Regions from separate parts of the Mus musculus genome. Here all the other regions are linked to region 4. A link is a contact called in public HiChIP or PLAC-seq data. All regions are on one chromosome and are shown on one strand. Each heading gives the region's core, a stretch centred on a gene start, on an enhancer-like site or on the middle of the called end of the contact. The rest is flanking DNA. Distances are from core to core; before and after follow the strand shown.

Region 1 (3,191 bases), core at 216-2,715, 150 kb after region 4:
CTGTGATGTTCTTAGAGCCTTAGGAGTGTGGGCTGTGTGGCAGATATTCTATTTATGGCTGACTATTCCATAGGCACTTACTCTCTGCACTTTGGCACTTGAGAGTCTCTGTAGTAATCGTTATCTAACACACAAAGAAGCCTCTCTGATGAGGACTGAGCACTAATGACTGTAGAGATAAGTATTTGGAGGGCAGCTTGATGATGTGTCTGTGTAGCAAAATAATAGTAGTCAGTTCTTCCCGAGAGCTCAGGAGCTCTTGAGCCATGGGATCCTGGCCAAATTTGCAGTACCAGGCACAGTGTCCATCTGTGGAGTAGGTCTTAAGTCAAGCTAAAGAATGGTTAGTTTCTCCTCATAACGTTCGCACACATCTTGCCAGGTAGTCATTAGTCCTATCTCTTAAAGTCCCCATCACCTCTCTGTGCCATAAAGCGTGAACCTCTAGGAGTCGTTACGTATTCAAACTATAGCACTCATCATGAGAATAAGCCTAAGTGAACCAAAATTGCATAAATAAGTGACATTTCAAGTAAGAGTTGATTCAGTAAATTGTTCTGCAGTGCCAATGATTAAGGGACAAATAGCCCAAGTATTAGAGCTATAACAGATTTTTAAAAACAACTAGAAAATGAGAGTTATATATATTAGAAGATAGGGAATCTCTATCCCCTGGATCTCTTCCTTCTACTCTCCTCATTGAATAGCTGCAGATGCGCGTTCCTTTTGAGAAGTTTGCACTTCATCTTTAACAACAAAATCAGTATTATGAGGTGGCTTTAAATGCTATACATGTGAGGCATCTGAGATTCAGAAGAGCAGCCCACTGTGGCCAACATATTTTATCATTGATAAAGTTTACAAATTGAGGTTATAAGAGTGAATTTATGAGAAAGAAAAAAAACATAAAATCATCAGCTACTCCATGCATCAATATAAGTTCCAAATATGTATTAAGTATATGTAAGTATATATAAATAAATATGTTATATTTATACAAAATATAGGTGTAGTTCTAGAAGGAAACATGAGGATAAATATTTATAGTATCAAGTATCAAGTTGCAAAGAGAGTTCTGACACCGTCAAATAAGCTTCCATGTGAAATAAAATTGTTCTGTGAGATAAGATTGCCCGAAGAGGGCTACAGAACTAAGCAGAGTGGTCTCTACAAGCCTAATGGAGGTGGTAAGTAAGCAGCACCACAAAAAAGTGAAGGCGAGAAAAGTAAATGTGCTTCCCAGAAAGAAATTCTCAACATCTGTGCTGGTCAACATGTTGATCGTCAGTTCTCAGGATGATTAATGGCTGAATAGAAACCCTTTGCAGCTGCAACTTGATATTGACCAACTATAAAAATACAAATATTTAGCAATTACAAAGATTTCCAGACAGTAGTATGCCAGCTATTAACTAAGGTTTTAGGTGATTAGCCAAGTGACTCACAGAATTAGAATGTTCGCTTCCTGTGTCATGTTCTGCACCACTTCATGGCTTGGAGGAAAGGAGTGTTCATTTACCAGACTCAACATAACATCCTAAATATCTAGTGATGATTGCCCCACACAGTCAGTCAAGACTGAATGTAGCAAGGTGCATAAGTGTACATTGAGCGGATCTGGTTAGAGAGAAGCCTAATCAGGTGGCACCTCCGAAACCCTAAATTCATTAGCTTTGTCATTTGTGTGGCTGTGACAAGTCAGTAAGTAACCTCTGTCTCAGCTTCCACAGCTGAAGTACAAGCAAAAGCAGCCCAAGGCTCACCATTTTTTCTTTTGTGCAGGAGTCCTTTAATTTAGCTTACAAAGCATCCAACCCAACTATGAATACAAAGTTTCCAAGCTGTTCCTCATTTCTAGGACATTCTTTAGGACCTTGAGAGAGTTGTCAGTTGCGTGTTATTTGTTACTTTTATTGAAATGCACATTTAACTACTTGATTTTTATTTCAGGCCCCAAATGTGATCCAAGCTGTCCCAATGGAAGCTGCTGGGGAGGAGGAGAGGAGAACTGCCAGAAATGTAAGTCAGTGCAGCATCAGGGCCTGAGAAACATGCCCTGGTGAGGGAGTCCACACAGTATGTGGTCCTCCACTCCTCCGCTTTGTGACTGAACAAGTACAGGAGCTTGGCAAAAGACTCAGAGTTAACCACTTCATGAGCATCAGTCTTGGAAACATCACAGTGCACAACTATCTAAGGCTTACTACGTGGGATAATTTAACCTGTCATTAAATGCAAGAAAGCCAACCACCCAAGTGTCCATGGTGACACACAGGATGCCTTGTCCCCTGATCCAATCCTCCCCGTTTTCCAGAGCCAACTAATATAGAAGTTTGACGGTGTTGCTCCACAGAGTTCATGTGTGAATCCTACTAACTTAAAAAACAAAGTTTAATTTACTTCAGCATGGTTACTGCTTCACTCAAAGAACCTGGGCGTGTGTCAGCTTCAAAATTGACTGTAGTTCATTGCCTTTGTGACCTAACTATCTCGTTCCTTTAAACACTGCCTCCTGCCAGGAGCTCTTCTTGCTATGTGCCTTCTGTATTGCCAGAAATTCCCTAGATAATATCTACTTATTCAAAAGATCTGATCAGACTTGTTTCGATTATTTCTCCCAAGTGATTTGAGATAAATGATAAAAATGTACCAAGGGGAAAGTTGTGATTATATTGTTTGGCTGACTGTGAAAGCCTAGAAGCTGCTCCCTGTCACAAAACCCATGGTTCCTCCTTTATTTCTTTCTACTGGGTGCAAGCATTCCTTGGTGTCTCTAGAAGATGAGCTGCCACTTAAACACAGCTCACTGGTAATCTTTCTTTTTCAGTGACCAAAATCATCTGTGCCCAGCAATGTTCCCATCGCTGTCGTGGCAGGTCCCCCAGTGACTGCTGCCACAACCAATGTGCTGCGGGGTGTACAGGGCCCCGAGAGAGTGACTGTCTGGTAAGACTCTGGCTACTGGGGAGTTGTGCTGCAGAGCTGTGCACGTGCTCGACATCTGACTGTGACAGCAGCCTTCATGTGGTGCACATTTTAATTAAGTGTTGTCATGGACAACAGTAGCAACATTATGAGAAATGAAGGGAGCTCTTCTTCTGTAAGACCCCCTGAGAACCATCCCAGTTACCCAGACCTTTGGGCAGTATGGCATGTGCACACCATATTTTCATGCCTCTTGGGCTGCTCCC
Region 2 (3,281 bases), core at 200-2,699, 160 kb before region 4:
CACCAGTCAGTCATTACTACAGTCATACCACCTTATGAGTCCTCTTCTTTATCCATCCACACAAAGGTTTTGTTGTGACTCCCAGGTTTTTATTTCACACTAAGTTGCCTTTAACAATAATATTGTTTCTTGTAAGTCACTGTAAATCATGCATTCTACACCTAAAGACTGACTGAGTTACTCTCACATATACAAATCCTCCACACAGGAAGGTTTTCTTTCTCTCTCTCTCTCTCTCTCTCTTTTGTTTTGTTTTCTTTTCTTTTCTTTTCTTTTCTTTTTTTTTCTTTTCTTTTCTTTTCTTTTCTACAAACCAGTAATTCCCATTCACAGAAGTCTTGACATAACTACTCTCTTTTCTTTCAGAGGTGTGTGTGTGTGTGTGTGTGATGTGTGTGTGATGTGTGTGTGTGTGTGTGTGTGTGTGTGTGTGTGTGAGATGTGTGTGTGTGTGTGTGATGTGTGTGTGTGTGTGTGTGTGTGTGATGTGTGTGATGTGTGTGTGTGTGTGATGTGTGTGTGTGTGTGTGTGTGTGATGTGTGTGTGTGTGTGTGATGTGTGTGTGTGTGTGTGATGTGTGTGTGTGTGTGATGTGTGTGTGTGTGTGTGTGATGTGTGTGTGTGTGTGTGTGATGTGTGTGTGTGTGTGTGTGTGGATGTGTGTGTGTGTGTGTGTGTGTGTGTGTGTGTGTGTGGATGTGTGTGTGTGTGTGTGTGTGTGTGTGTGTTTAATTCTATTCTTGTGTGTCCCTGTTTCTCTTTGTAGTTTCTCTGCAGCCATCAGATACATTTTGATAGATTTGTTTTACATTGTCTGTGGTTTTCATTGAGTAAGATTCTTAACTAAGTATGCAAAGACAATTTCCTGAAAAATTTTTCACGGTTGCATGCAGTTACTGACTTGAATCCAGACTGATGAATCTGCTCTGAGAATCTGCTGTGTCTGTGTGCAGAGGCCTCACCCCCACACTCATTTCCTGCTATGTAAAAGTCTTGAAATAGTTGGAGGGAAATAACCCTAAGAATATAACAAATTACGTGCTGCTCTCATAGAAGAGCATTAGTTCAGGGGTTGCCAGGAGTTTATTTCTGAGTAATTCAGATAGAGCACTTGCCAAAAAAATGCCATCTAATGTTTCAGTTGAGGAGCGATTTATTTTCAAAAAGATTTCCAGATGTTCACGTTCACTTTAAAAGGCCGTGTTTTTCAAAGTACATGACCTTGACTTGAAGTTGCTCTATCAAGTTACACCCTTTTGTTTAATGTATTTAAAGGGAAAAATTTTGCCCCGTTTGCTTTGCCTCCTGATCGTCTTAGCTCAGGAAATCCCCGTCAATGAGTGCACTTTGAGTCAACAGAGCAACCGTCTCTTCAGGAGAAGCTGTGCAGGAGACTTGTGCCACATCTGCTTCTGGTCTGTGTAGCTCCAGTGATGGCTGCCGCTGCAGCTGCTGCGTGAGAACTCGGCCTTTTCCAGCCTCCCACTAACCGAGAGCGGGGAGGAGGCCACAGTGCACAGTGACCTCTGGTATATCATGCACTCCTCTGTGTAAACACGTTCCTCGAAATGTATATATGTATTCAGAACAGGACCCCTTTAGTTCGTTAAGATGTCAGAATGAAAATGTATACACACTGCGCAGTGGAGTTCCAAATCCTGGGTTTCACTAATACATAAAATGACTAGAAATGATGTGTTACTCGATGTGTTGTCTGTATGTTAGATATAAACAAGAAAAATCTAATTTCTAGGCAAAATTAATTTATTTATACAAGAGAAGTATTGAACGTACTACTTCACAGCTGTCTAAACATCAGACTTAGGCTCCTAGAAAAGAATAAAAAATTCTCACAAAAATAAAGTCGAATAATCTTTCTCTGTTGAAAGCCAGCACTAGTTTAATTATTAGTACTATGAATAATATTGTAATTTATTGGCATAAAGTCCACATTCCTATGAGAATGGAGAACAGTTTCCAGTCATCTTTGTGGTGCCCTATAAATGCCTTCTACCTGGATCAGAACGCCTTACCTACAGTCAGTATTCACTTCCAGGTCTTTTACACTACGGATTCAAAAATGCTTCTGTTTAGATGTTTGCCTGTGATAAGGCTCTAGGCACTTTACCCTGATAATTAACAGCAGAGCCTTCTCATTGGCTCCACATGAATTCCAGCCAGCTCTACTTATTTCTGGGCAAGTAATTTCATGTCTTCTCATCAGAGAAGTTAGGGTGAATTGTAGTCAGTTAGGGACCAACAGTATCATGCCTAAAACTAAAGTATATGGTGTTTTATTATTAACATTGTACTTATTTCTATTATTATTTTCATCAATTATAGGTCACCTTAATTATCATTATGAAATTTATGAGATTCTAGAATTCATTTGTTTGAACAAGGTTTAATTACTTGCATAAAAAACAAAGCCTATAATTGTACAAGCTAGGTCCTTTAACTTTTTGTTTTGTTTCGTTTTGCTTTTTGATACAGTCATCATGCTCATTTCCTTAAGGACATTCTTTTTTGTTTTGTTTATGGGTCATTTCCATTGGAGACCTACTACAGCAGGTAATGCTTCAAATTCCACACTTCAGATAGAAGTCAGGATGGCTGTGACCCTGGCTGAGCTCTTGATGGCTGCATGGCACAGCTTCCAGTTGCTTAGCTTTAGTCTGTGGGTCACATCACCACAGAGAGCTCAGCTATTCCACTTGCATGTTCATGTACGAACACAAGGTGTTGGCTATAAAAACAGAGAGTCTTATAACTCTGCTGCCAGGGATTGTGTAGCTGTGTTTATACAAAGTAAAATAGTCCTGAACAAGGGAATATCCATTTTCAGCCCCGATGCCAAGCCGAAAGCAACTTTTCCTGCCAAAGACATAAAATAACCAGTTCCTTGCTCCTTTCTGCCTTTGGTTTGGGCCCTGTAGTCCTGTTTTGTAGCCATTTTGCAGAATTTATGTTTTCTTGCATCTTTTTGAAGGGTCCTAACATGAGTTTCCTTAGATCAAGTCATCACCTACATTGTCTTTGGTTTGCTGATCCTTTCTAAGGGATCCATGATTAATTTCTGGTTTTGAACTTTCTTAGGGGAGATACATCGGGAAAAGTCTAGATGGGGGTTATTCTTTGTCCTATTATGCCAAGTTACACTTCTTCTGACATGATATGAGTACTCTTTTGCACTTGCAAAGAAATCCAGTTTAAAAAATAAATCGTGTGGTCACACTGAGTTTAAGCCATCAGACAGACTGAGTACAAATCTCCATGTAAG
Region 3 (3,518 bases), core at 1,014-3,513, 190 kb before region 4:
GTCATCCTCGTTGTTTTCTAGGAGCCTCTTGCTTTCCTGGCATCTGGGACTTTCTAGCGGCTATCCCCATTTCCCCATCCAATTTCCTGAACAGAACACCAATGGCCCAGGCTCTAAGATCAACTATAGACAAATGGGATCTCATAAACTTGCAAAGCTTCTGTAAGGCAAAGGACACTGTCATCTTAACCAACCCTACATCTGGTAGAGGGCTAAGATCCAAAATATACAAAGAACTCAAGAAGTTACATTCCAGAGAACCAAATAACCCTATTAAAATGGGGTACAGAGCTAAACAAAGAACTCTCATTTGAGAAATATCGAATAGCTGAGGAGCAGCTAAAGAAATGTTCAACAACCTTAGTCATCAGGGAAGTGCAAATCTAAACAACCCTGAGATTCCACCTCACACCAGCCAGAATGGCTAAGATCAAAAATTCAGTTGACAGCAGATGCTGGTGAGGATGTGGAGAAAGAGCAACACTCCTCCATTGCTGGTAAGATTGCAAGCTGGTACAATCACTCTGGAAGTCAGTCTGGCAGTTCCCCCAGACAATTTATATCACTCTTGGGCATAAGCCCAAAAGATTCTCCAACATATAACAAGGGCACATGCTCCATTATGTTCATAGCAGCCTTATTTATAATAGCCAGAAGCTTAAAACAACCTAGATGTCCCTCATCAGAGGAATGGATACAGAAAATGTGGTACATTTACACAATGGAGTACTACTCAGCTATTAAAAACAATGACTTCATGAAATTCTTAGGCAAATGGGTGGGACTAGAAAATATCCAGAGTGTAGTAACCCAGTCACAAAACACACATGGTATGTACTCACTTATAAGTGGATATTAGGCAAAAAGCTTGGAATACCCATGATACAACTCACAGACCATATGAAGCTCAAGAAGAAGGAAGACCAAAAATAATCAAGGGAGGTAGAGAGAGAGAGAGGAATTAAGGGAGGGAGAAAGGAGTGGGGAGGAAATAAGAGGCCAGGATCAGGTGTGAGAGGAGACAGGGGAGATGTACAGAGGATCAGGCAATTGAACAGAGGTGTGTAGCATTTGAAATTTTATGTTGCTGGTTGTGCTCAGTCTTCTTGCACTCCATATGGTCTATTGCAACCCCTTGAACATATAACTTTTATAACTCATGATTGGCTTATTATGCAATGCATAACATTGTAGTTTTGATTATTATATGTCTTAGTGAAGTTAGTATTTTTGTGATGAAACCCCATGACTAAAAGCAAACTGGGGAGGAAAGGATTTATGTGGCTTACATTTTCACACCACCTCCCATAGGTGGAAGAAGTTAGGACAGGAACTCAAGCAGGACAGTAGGAGCTCCTGGAGGCAGGAGCTAATGCAGAGGCTATGCAAAAGTGCTGCTTACTGTTCCCAATGCCTTGCACAGCCATTCTTATAAAACCTGTGACCACCAATCCAAGGATGGCACCATGCACGATAATCTGGGCCTTGCCCATCAGTGACTAATTAAGAAAATCTCCTACAGGCAGAGCCATTTTCTCAATTGAGGTTTCTTCCTCTCTAAAGACTCTAGCTTGTGTCAAGTTAACATAAAACTAACCAGCACATCATACTATAATACAGTTGTTTACAATAGCCTATTGATTGACATAGACTACGTACATGTATGAAAGAGTCATAAACTCATCATTTTGAATAATTAGCAAACACAAACAAGGAAGTGGGAGGTATAAAATTATATACATGTACTTGTGTTATTTAGTTTGAATCTTGAAACAAAAATTAGAATCTGTACTAGGGAACAAGTATTAAACACTAAAAGAACCATGGTGATGCATATTTCTATGTGAAATATCTGGAAAAGACACAAGATGGCGATGTTCCACCAAGAAAATATACACAAATTCTGTGGCTGTATCCAAACCCTGGTGAGCCCTTGGACTGATTCCCCTCCATGCTCTTTTCCAAGGAGCTTTGGAAGCCATTTCTAGTATTGTAATTGCTATCTCCAATCAAAAACTATCCTTTAAACATCTCAAAATCGTATTAACTTTCTCTTTTCAGCTATCACTAATACAGTTCAAAAGTGCAGTAGTTTGATATCAGTACAATATTTACTACTATGGACACTCCTGCCTACTGAATGTTGAAAACTCAGTATAAGTCTATTGTAAAATAGCACCCTAATTTTTTAAAGAGTGCTTGGATCCCTCTAGAGTTCCTGATTTTGTGTTTCAGATAGTCATAAATAGAGGGCAGTGCAGGAACATGGATCTCTGACACAGTGGTGTGGGAAAGACGGAGGAACTGACTCTAAGTCTGTGCACTCTTTAACAACTTTGTCATCTAGGAAAGAAGACATAGCCAGGTTGTTAGGGAGCACCAAGAAACATTCATTCACTCAATGCTACAGAGGAAAGAAAATGGATCCATTTCCCAAACTATCTATTTGATTCAGAATCGCTTTCTTTCTTTCTTTCTTTCTTTCTTTCTTTCTTTCTTTCTTTCTTTCTTTCTTTCTTTCTTTCTTTCTTTCTTTCTTTCTTTCTTTCTTTCTTTCTCTCTGTGACACAGTCCAGCAAAGCCATACTGATGGAAGTGGAAAGGTCAGCGTAGGAACTTTGGGAAGGTCATGAAACCCTCAGCCCTCTGGAAGGGAGAGGCTAATTAGCATTTCTCAGACCTAAGGGCAGGAACCTGCGGGTGGGGACACATTCCTCAGGACAGACCATTGCTCACCTTCAGACAAGGGAAGTCCTTGTCACCTCATTCCCTAAAGACCAATCAGTTTAAAAGGTGCACTGTTCAGCCAATCATATTGTGCCTAGTTGCAGATGCTCTGTTCTGGCCCTGGAAACCATATAAAAATTCCCCAAACTGGTGCTGGGGGGTCACTGCCTCTCCTTTGGGTCTGGACGACTCCAGTGCACTGGAACAATAAATTCCTCTTGCTTTTTGCGTTGATCCTGACTCCACATGGTTCACTCAGGTGTCCCTGGTAAGCTAAGGCTCCCCGGAGTCTTACAAGACTTTGCCACTCTGGTGGCAACAGAAAAATCCAGAAAAGGACATTTGGACTTTGGGTCTAATGTCCAATTTTTATGTGATCCCTGCACTGACAGATGCTCAGCAGCCAAGGCAAGATGATGGAATTGATGGTACATATTACCGTTAAAGTCTCTGGTCTGTGAGAGAGGGACTTGTGGATTGTAATTATGGTACTCCAGGATAGAGACTCAGCCTGCCCTGAATATTGTGCATAATTCTTTGAGCTTGTTCCCAAGTGGCTCTAAGCTCTAGTTTGCTTTTCTAAAAGATGAAGGAAGCCACATCTTTCTCACGGGATTGTTTGTAAGATTAACAGATGCTCTGTGCAAGTGCTGGCACTCAAGGTCTCATTATGCGATTAGTTTGTGTCCCTCCTCTCTTTTGTGGTTACCTGCAATCCTGTGACTAATTCTCTGCTTCTGAGATAAATTCCAGTGGCAAACCTCCAAGTGAGTGCAGGGCTCTGGTCCTGA
Region 4 (3,418 bases), core at 64-2,563:
CAAGATGGTACAAAGTTCAGACCTCAGAGTTTAGGTATGTGATTCTTGGGAGAGGCCTCATTTTCATCTTTATGTAATTCTACCCAGCATGACTATAATATTTGCTAGCACACAAATAGTCTAGAAATAGTGTTTAAGAGATGATTGATGCAGTCACCTGGTAGATAGTGAAAGAGAAAAACTCTGAAGGTCAACATTGAATACCTGCCTCGATGTGGATTTGCTTTCAGAATAATGTAGCATCACCATCCATAGCTTCTTAAGGGAGTCCCTCTTCGTTTCCTGGATTGGGACCAAATGTCAGAAAAGAGTGGGAATATTTTTGTTTTCCTCCTGCATGTCCAATGGCAGCCTACATATCAAATCTAATTCAATATGGCTTCATGTGAACTTTCTCTGCTTCCCAGCAGCCTTTTGTTCCTTCTCAGTACATCCCACTGTTTTATAATCATGGCATCAGTATCTGTTATCTTTTCTATGTCTGCTTCTTACACTAGATTATGAATCCTGGGTCATCATTGACTGTCCAACCCTAACTCTGAGATCATCACATAAAAGGGGTTTGAGAAATGAATGTTGAGCAAAGAAGGAAATATAACCAAAAAAGCATGTATTACCACATACTATGTTAGAAACACTTGAGATTTAGGGATGATCCAAAGACAGACGGTAAAAGGATGCTTGTTTTCTGGAAGGACTGCAAAGGCAGAGGAAAATACAATTTATTGAAGGTTATCGTGTATAAAAAGCATTTATCTTCACAATAACATAGCAAAAAAAGATAAATGATCAGTACTCAGTGAATGGATGAAGACACTGAAGTTAAAAACTCACCAATTTTATGCAATTAGTGGTAAAACCTACTGCAAGCCTGAGGTCTGTGTTGCATTACTTTGATGAATAAAGCTTCAATTATCTTCACTTGAGGAATGGCTCATGCATTATCTAGAACACTACATTGTCCAGAAATAAGACTTGAAATCTAAAGGGGCTAATTAAGATAGGAGAAACGTCTTGTTGACTGGGGCTGAGTCAAGTGTCTGAAACTCAAGACAAACAGACCAGGTTCAAAAGGCAGACAAAGAATCATAAAGAGGCAAAATCAAAAGGCAAATGTCCCATGAAAACAGGATCTGAGTCACTCCTCAGCCCACTGAAATTTAGCTTCCACCCCCAGACTTTCCCAAACAGTTCTCACTAAGGTCATCAATGACTTTGTCATCTCTAGATCCAATGAGTGACATTTGGTCTTTACCCTGCCTAACATTCCAGTAGCAACTGGCTGCCTGACCGATCCCTCTTCTGTGAATCATTGTTTATCTTCGGCTTCCATGGCCATACTTTCTGCAAGTCTTCCTCATCCCTATCTGTTCCAACTCAGGTTCTCTGCCACCTCATCGTCCTCCACCTCAGAAGTAAATGTGGGAATTTTTTTTTTCAATATTAAGGCAAGACTTCCTTGTCTGGGGATTCCAGTCTTTTCTTGCCTCCCAGTGGCCTCTCTACTGTTACCCTCTCATTCTCTCTCCTACTCTGTGTTGATAAATTCACCCATTTCCATGGTTTTAAATTCTGTTGACGAGTGAAAGACTTTAAGATCTTATGCCCCATCCCCACATAACATCCCTGGACATAAGACTTGATTTTCAACTCTCTATTTGGCATTGCTAATTAAATATGTCCATGTTCACACTTCACAAATTGAAATCATCTTCAAAATCATGCTTGTATTCCACCATAGTGCTAGGGATGAAACCTAGGGCCTCAAGTATTGAATCCACTGAGACCCATCCTAGCCCTTAGTTGTTTTCTTTTGTTTGGTTGTTTGTTTTATATTGTTGTTGTTGTTGTTGTTGTTGTTGTTGTTATTTCTCGGGTTGTCTCAATATTTGGTTAAGTTAATAAGTTAAGCAAGGAATGGTATGCATTCTTACCCCCATCTTCTTCAAACTTTAGCTATAAGTCTAACATTTTTGATGTCTGAGAAGACTGGGCTCTGCCCAGTGCATCACTGTGTAAGTGAATAACTGCACCCTTGCACTTCTTACACCTCTCTCTAGATCTTGTTTGATGAAACTATTTTTTAATTTTTTTCCAGGATGACTCCTAATTGTTCTGTTTATTTCCCTTCTTGGGGCCTCTGATACATTGGAGCCCCACACTGTCACTAAAGACATCACTTTAAAATTTTACTCTGATTATATTGTCCCACTAATTATATTATAAAACTCCAAAGTTTTAACATCATCTACATTTTCCTGAAAAGCACAATGTAACCCTTGATTTTTAGATATAGCTTGATTCATACCAATTCTACATGTCTAATTTCAAGCAACCAGTAACATTAACTTAGGGTCTGTCTGGCTTTGTTGCTTTAGTGAGTTCTACACTAGTCTTTATGGTCTTCATCACCATCCTGAACTTTGTTAGCACTTTATTTCAATGCAAGTAGATCCTACTCAATGGATTTCTGCCCCCTGCATTACATGCATATACTCTGATCTCCATAACTCATTGGTCCATTAGTCATGGATTCTTTAGTCATGGATACTGATACATTTTTAAAGTTTGATTAAAGTTTTGCCTTCTCAACGATCTATAAGCTGTGAGAAGGAAAGGGTTTTGGTAATTGCTCATCCTTTAATCTCATCAGCTAGTACAGTGTTTCACACATACCTGATTCATGAGTATTAATCAAAAGGAGTAGAGAAGCAGGGAGATTTCCTGATGGAGAAAAGAAGCTTGGAGTGTTCATAACTGGTGAGTCAGGCCAAGTAGACAGTTGTCTAGGTTTAAGATTATGGTGATATGAGTGTTATCTCTGGACATTTATTTATATGGCATTTATTTATATATAAATTAATTACTGCACTCTTACACTTCTTTGATTTCATGAATTTGAGTTACTGACAACAAATTTTATTGTATTGTGAGGTTTGCTGTTTGGGACAAATCATATTATTTTGTAGTAGCCCACTAATTCAGAACTCAAGATTCATTTCCATGACAGAAATATGATACACACACACACATACAAATTTGGTTTTTCAAGACACGATTTTTCCTCATAGCCCTGGCTGTCCTGAATTTCTCTCTGTAGACCAGGCTGGCTTCAGACACACAGAGACCCACCTGCCTCTGCCTGCCAAGTGCTGAGATTAAATGTGTATGCTGCCATTGTCTGACAATGTATGGTATTTTAAATCTAGGCAAGACAGTTGTTTTCCACAGCTTAAATGACATGTTTATATAGGAACAATCTTTCATGGATTTGACATAACTTGATCAACTCTTTTTTTTTCCGTTCTTGCCACTAGCTTTCTCTTTCTTTCACAAAATATTTATAAGGACAAAACACCATTCCCAAGGGACTGAGATTTTGTGAACTGATTTTTATCCAACAATCCTTCATTTGGTA

Evidence for each region. HiChIP or PLAC-seq counts read pairs in DNA pulled down with a chosen protein or histone mark.
Region 1: a FOXA1 HiChIP or PLAC-seq map of pancreatic cancer cells shows a contact between it and region 4, with 5 times the contacts expected there. The contact joins two enhancer-like sites. A contact is called at or near these places in 1 of 15 datasets of contacts at CTCF or cohesin (pro-B cells), 1 of 484 Hi-C or Micro-C datasets (nephron progenitors) and 2 of 115 datasets of contacts at active chromatin or transcription factors (a colorectal cancer cell line and pancreatic cancer cells).
Region 2: an HNF4G HiChIP or PLAC-seq map of pancreatic cancer cells shows a contact between it and region 4. The contact joins two enhancer-like sites. A contact is called at or near these places in 1 of 15 datasets of contacts at CTCF or cohesin (the NIH/3T3 cell line) and 1 of 115 datasets of contacts at active chromatin or transcription factors (pancreatic cancer cells).
Region 3: a FOXA1 HiChIP or PLAC-seq map of pancreatic cancer cells shows a contact between it and region 4. The contact joins two enhancer-like sites. A contact is called at or near these places in 3 of 484 Hi-C or Micro-C datasets (the C2C12 cell line, liver and pancreatic cancer cells) and 3 of 115 datasets of contacts at active chromatin or transcription factors (embryonic stem cells, fibro-adipogenic progenitors and pancreatic cancer cells).

The regions. Positions count from the first base shown.
Region 1 is chr11:16,865,281-16,868,471 of GRCm38.p6, forward strand. It overlaps Egfr (epidermal growth factor receptor), which reads left to right. Exons shown (of 28, transcript NM_207655.2): 5 at 1,951-2,019; 6 at 2,828-2,946. Among named protein-coding and RNA genes, the nearest start is that of Egfros, 36 kb to the left of the region's middle. Within about 2 kb of position 1,466, at least 15 of the 459 cell types and tissues checked have an H3K27ac peak or open chromatin away from gene starts, as enhancers often do. A contact at or near this core is called in pancreatic cancer cells, where this site is marked.
Region 2 is chr11:16,558,127-16,561,407 of GRCm38.p6, forward strand. No RefSeq gene overlaps it. Among named protein-coding and RNA genes, the nearest start is that of Sec61g, 51 kb to the left of the region's middle. RefSeq lists an enhancer at 743-1,662. Within about 2 kb of position 1,450, at least 120 of the 459 cell types and tissues checked have an H3K27ac peak or open chromatin away from gene starts, as enhancers often do. A contact at or near this core is called in pancreatic cancer cells, where this site is marked.
Region 3 is chr11:16,523,223-16,526,740 of GRCm38.p6, forward strand. No RefSeq gene overlaps it. Among named protein-coding and RNA genes, the nearest start is that of Sec61g, 16 kb to the left of the region's middle. Within about 2 kb of position 2,264, at least 39 of the 459 cell types and tissues checked have an H3K27ac peak or open chromatin away from gene starts, as enhancers often do. A contact at or near this core is called in the C2C12 cell line and pancreatic cancer cells, where this site is marked.
Region 4 is chr11:16,715,633-16,719,050 of GRCm38.p6, forward strand. The region is part of intron 2 of Gm39583 (a long non-coding RNA gene); the gene reads right to left. Among named protein-coding and RNA genes, the nearest start is that of Gm25698, 15 kb to the right of the region's middle. Within about 2 kb of position 1,314, at least 16 of the 459 cell types and tissues checked have an H3K27ac peak or open chromatin away from gene starts, as enhancers often do. A contact at or near this core is called in the C2C12 cell line and pancreatic cancer cells, where this site is marked.